2 separate regions of the Zea mays genome follow, and region 2 is linked to region 1. The links are chromatin contacts, called in public Hi-C maps. All regions are on one chromosome and are shown on one strand. The core of a region is the stretch at or near the end of the contact, and the rest is flanking DNA. Distances in the headings are between cores, read along the strand shown.

Evidence for each region. Hi-C and Micro-C count contacts between places; a contact is called where the count stands out from the background.
Region 2: a contact with region 1 is called in a Hi-C map of ear, with 2.1 times the contacts expected there. The contact joins the promoter of LOC100501207 here to the promoter of LOC100273151 in region 1. A contact is called at or near these places in 6 of 25 Hi-C or Micro-C datasets (bundle sheath, ear, endosperm and 2 more) and 2 of 3 datasets of contacts at active chromatin or transcription factors (leaf and seedling).

What each region holds. Positions count from the first base shown.
Region 1 is chr10:2,729,018-2,731,667 of Zm-B73-REFERENCE-NAM-5.0, reverse strand. LOC100273151 (BTB/POZ domain-containing protein) reads right to left here and starts at 1,330. Exons shown (of 4, transcript NM_001310616.1): 1 at 1,207-1,330; 2 at 834-900; 3 at 1-746. The coding sequence starts at 1,307.
Region 2 is chr10:2,814,022-2,816,671 of Zm-B73-REFERENCE-NAM-5.0, reverse strand. It overlaps LOC100501207, which reads right to left and starts at 1,292. Exons shown (of 8, transcript NM_001362589.1): 1 at 1,093-1,292; 2 at 676-918; 3 at 252-510. The coding sequence starts at 840. It also overlaps the pseudogene LOC109943066.

The sequences.
Region 1 (2,650 bases), core at 81-2,580:
GTGACGGCCGCGACGTTCTCCGTGGCAAGCACGTCGACGAGCGTCTCGACGACCATCCGCTGGCCGTCGCCGACGAACGGGCCCGATCCGTCCCAGCAGGCGCGCTGGCGCCGCCGCTGCTCCACGTCCACGCCCTTGAGCCACGTCTGCGCGTAGTGCGCCACGGACGCGCCGATGGTCTCCGGCCGGACCCCGCTCCGCCGCATCGCGGCGATGACGCGGCGGTAGTGGTCGATCCGGAGCAAGGAGAGGTCCTCCACCCACCAGTCCTCCCGGCAGCGCGCGGCGGCGGCGCAGTCGCACGTCTCCAGGTGCGCCGCCAGGCCGGAGACCAGCTGCTCCTTGCCCGCGCTGGCGGCGACGGCGTCGACGCAGCGGGCCACCAGCCCGACCTGCTCCGCCACGGGCCCGCCGTCGTCGCACCTGCGCAGCACCTCCAGCGCCCCGTCCAGGCTCCGCAGCGCCACCTCGGCCAGGTACGCCTCCGCCCGCGCCACCAGGTTGTCCGCGTGCTGGTCCTCCGTCATCTCCAGGTACTCCGCCACGCACCGCAGCTGCGCCACGTTCGCCGCGGTTATCTCGAAGTTTGTGCCGTAGCAGAACTTGGCGGCCAGCTCGAACGCGTAGGCTCCCCCCGGCACGTTCGCCAGCTCCAGCTTCTGGTGGCCGTCTGCGTCCTTGCTGTTGGAGCTGGAGGAGTCCGCCAACATCTTGCGTATCCGCCCGCACCGGGACACCAGAGGGAACTGCAAACAAACAAAAAAAACGGCACATTTCATTCATTCATTCATTAAGCTCTTGTTGCTTCCCAAAGGCAAAACAGTTGCACCGACCTTGTGCAGCAGGAACGACTGGCCGTCCACCGACACCGTCACGTCCTCAGCGACGTCTGAGAATATCCTGCACGAACCACAAGCAACAGGGGCAACGCAATGCCCGCCCACAGGAGCGTTAGACAGGACAGCGGTGCCGAATCGGTGGGCCGTAGGAGTGAGAGCTAGAGAGGTGCCGAAGCGGAATGGCGAAGAGATCTAGAGAGAAGGGAAGACTAGCGCCCGCACCGGCACCGGCACCGGCACCGGCACCGCAAGCTATCGCTGTTGCTTTTTCGCCCAGGTATGTCGACAATGCAATGCGATGCAAAGGAAATGGAAAGGCGGCGAGGGGAGGTAGAGGTAGAGGTAGAGAGGTGGGGGGTGGCCTGACCTCCTGTGGCTGACGGCGGTGGCGCCGCAGAGCCGCGGCGACGTGGCGGTGGTGCTGGTGGAGAAGGGGAACAGCGCGGCGGCGTCGCTGCCCATCCCCATTGCCCTCCTCGTCGTACGTCCTCTTCTCTCTCTCTCTCTCTCTCTCTCCTCTCTCTCTCTCTCTCTCTCTCTCTCTCTCTCTCTCTGAAATGCTCTCAGCGGTGGAGGTCTGGTCTGGTCTGGAGGAGGGAAACGGACGAGGCCAAGGAATGACGGCTGGTCGTCGTCGTCGGCGCGTGGCAAAACAAACTGGGAGCCTGCTGGCCTGCTGGGAGGGGAGCGGACGGAAGGAAGACGATAGAGAGTGCAGACAGCGACAGAGCATCGTCTGTTGTGTTGTGTTGTGTTATGTCTTGATCTTGACGCGGGGGGGATTAGGAACGAGATTAGCTGAGCGCGGCCTGGGCCAGAGAGAGAGTGAGTGAGTGTCAGAGACAGACAGACAGAGAGAAACCCAAGAGAGAGAGAGAGAGAGAGAGAAAAGCGACTCGGACTCGACGACGGTGGGGGGAGGAAGGGAAGAGGAATCGCCGGGTGACTAGGGGACACCGCCTGCTCCACTGTCAGTATGCCTGGTGGTGCCTTGGAATGGCAATGGCTCACAGACAGACAGTCAGCTGCTGGCTGCTGCTTGATTGAACGGAACGGAACCGAATGGAATAAGTGCACAGTAGGATGGACTGGAGTGGAGACGTGTCATGGGGGCGGGACCGCGGGAGGAAGGGGAAGGCTGCCTGTCGCTGTCGGTCGGTGAAGAGAGAGGGAAATGGAATGGAATGATGCCGGAGGAGGAGCATGTTGCCCTGCCGGCCTGCCCTGCGTGCGCCGTCCCGAGAGAGTCATCAGTCAGAGTGAGAGTGGGCGTCGTGCTCGACTACCTCTCCTCCTTTCCCCGTGCTCCTTTCGCTTTTACCGCTTTGGCGGGCGGTCACTTCTGCTGCCCCACCCAGCTTGCCGCTCGCTTTGCTGGCCAAGTCCGTCCAAGTACACGGCTTCTACTCGTGGTACCTCCTCCTCCTTTCTTTCTTTCTTTCTTTACTTGGCGAAGTTTAGGAAGATTTTCCCGTTGTAAAAATAAGCATGCACAGTGCTTGTCAAAACACGCAGCATTGACCAATTATTACGAAACATGTTTTTTTTATCTACTAGACCTATTCAATGACATAAAGAGATGACACAGCTTCTTTTCTTTTTTTTATAACAAGAGTTTGTGCTACTCTAGACCTAGCTAATAAAATTCTGTATCCGGCCTTGTAGACCGAGGGTGGCGCTTTTTTTAGCTTTGCCACACACACAGGCACAGGCACAGGCACCACCGCCAGAGAGCAAGAGCACGGCTGGCTGGCTGGCTGGCTTGCTGATGAGTACGTAGGCTGAGGCGTTGACAAGGTACGTAACGCCGC
Region 2 (2,650 bases), core at 43-2,542, 85 kb before region 1:
GTTAAAAGGGTATTCTGAAGAAGTTAGTTTTATGACTCTTTGAATAAAAAAAAATTGGTTTAGGTATCTTCTCGATTTGAGGTACTTTGAAAAATTCAAAAATAATGAAAATCTACAAATATAGTCACTGGCACAACAGAACGATGCAAACCTTAACACCGACACAAGCCAGGAAAATGTATATATAGTAGTGCTCAAAACATTTGCTATATGTAAAAGATGAGATGTTTGTGGCGACTGATCGATGTTACCGGTCAGATAATCGGCAAGGCTCCCTTTGCTTAGGTATTCGAAGCAAAACAACCTTTGGCGCAGGTCTGCCCAGACAAATCTTCCTTCGTAGGGTGCCCTCACATGTTGCGTCTCGGATGAGTACCCTAGACATCGGACTATGTTCCTGTGCTTGACCTCTATGAGACAAGCAACCTCGCTTTGGAAATTCGCCTCTAGGACATCGATCTTGTCAAGAAGCTTCTTCACGGCGACGACCATCCCATTTGGAAGCACTCCCTGTTGACAACATCTTATAATTGCTAGCTAACATAGTACTGCTCTGTACTCGAATATTTGTCGCTCGCTAGTTCATTTTTAAACTGAAAATGTGACAAATAAAAAACAGAGGAAGTAGAATGCAATGCAAGGCCAAAGTTAATTGCCAATAACATACATGCATACCTTGTAAACCTCTCCGAACCCACCCCTGCCAATTAGTTGAGTATCAGAGAAATCTTTTGTGATGGCCCTGAGAAGCATGAAAGGTAGGTCGATTGGTCCCACGCCTTCATCATGTAGCGCCTGCTCTAGGGCAAGACAACTGCTGTCCTGGTAAATAATGTCCATCGGGGAGTAGACTTGGACGACAGAGATGGATCGGATGGATTTTCAGAGTTGGCGGCAGATCGATCCAGTTCCGGGGATCTAAGGAAAAGCGATTGTGGGAGAGCGGAAAATAAGACCAACAGATTTGGGGGGAAAAACAACACCGCAAGAACAAACAAATCTCACTGCCATTTTTTAGATATTAATTTAAAGAGATTAAGAGAGAAGAAAAGAAGATGACCCAAACAAACAAACTCGAGCTAGTAGACTTACGGCAGGGTTCTTCAGCACCGGGCAGGGAGGAGACCGGGAGGCGGAAGGTGTTCAGTTCACTGATTGTTAGCGAGCGAAGCCAAGAGCAAGAGCTACTCCCCTATAGATTTGATTGAGATGGGAGAGGCTCAACTTTTGATTCCCTCGAGCACGTATAATGCAGCTAGCTGCAGCTTTAATTTTCTAATGCCATGTACTCGTTTCCCAAGAGCAGATCAAAACAGCAGACACGAGGCCAGGAGTTATTTGAGTTTGTAACATTCTAGTCGCGCGGCTTCACCCGTTTATTACTCCGCAGCTGTACTTCGCCAGTTTGTTATTATAGAGCTCAAAGTCACGCTAGATTGGGACAGTTAATCTCCCGCGCTCCGTTAACGTCTGTTTTGTTGCTCTTGATGCAGGTTGTGTACCCCTTCGTACTAATCTTTCCCTGGCCGGAGTACTCTCTTGCCGCGCGAGAGACCAAGAAAACAGAGCGCGCGCCGCCGTCTCGCAGCCGCTGCAACCGTGACGAGCAGGAGATCACCCTCGAGAGCGGTAAGCCAAGACGCAAGCAGTCTGCTAGGACCTGCCTGCCTGCTGCCGGCCATGGGGAGGAGGCGCGCGCGAGGAAGATGAGCAGGGGCGCGACACTAGGGAGATCCAGCCGGCGAGCTGGAGCAAGGTTCAGGGCGCGGCGAGCAGAGCAGAACAGAGGGCAGGGCGCGGCTGGGGAAGAGAGCGGCGATGGGAACCGGGCGCGGGAGGAGCAGAGGCCGAGGAGGGAGCCCCGCGCGCTGAGGACCACGGCTGGAAGCAGGAGCTCGGTTGGGAGATACGCGCGGCCAGCCCCGCGCGCTGAGGCACCAGGTAGGCGGCGGCAATGCTGCCACGCTCGCCGGTGAAGTGCCTGCTGCGGCGGGCGGCCAAGGGGCGGCGGGAGAAGGCCGAGATGGCGGGGCTGGCCGCGGCGGCCGCCGCGCGCGGGAGGCTCTGGGCCGGTGGGGTCTCCATTGCGGCGGCGGGGAGTGGCGGCGAGGAGTGCGACCTGTTCGACGGGGACTGGGTCTGGGCTGGCGGCGGCGGCGGCGGTGGGGTTCCTCGACGTCGGCTTCCGATGCGCCGAGAACGGCCGCCCCGAGGTGTCCTACACCAAGTGGCGCTGGCAGCCGTCGCGTTGCTATCTTCCCAGGTTCGTTTCGTTGCTGTCTTCTTCCTCGCTTCCGTCGTCCCCTGTCCGCCATCTCCAGAATGTAGAGATTGGTTACAGCATCGTCGTGGACAAAATTGACTTTTACCGTAGCTTATAGAAGGTTACAGAGGACAGAAGATTAACAGTCCCAATCTGGCGTGGCTTTGAGCTCCATAATACCAAACTAGCGAAGTACAGCTGCGGAGTAATAAACTGGTGAAGCCGCGCGACGAGATTGTTACAATCTCAAATAACTCCGAGACAAGAGTCGGCAAATTGACCTGATTGGTTAGGCTAACACCTTACTCATCTCATATTTAGAACTACACTATATAAATAATAATGCAAAACATTATTTTACACGACCATATATAGGACGCACGTACC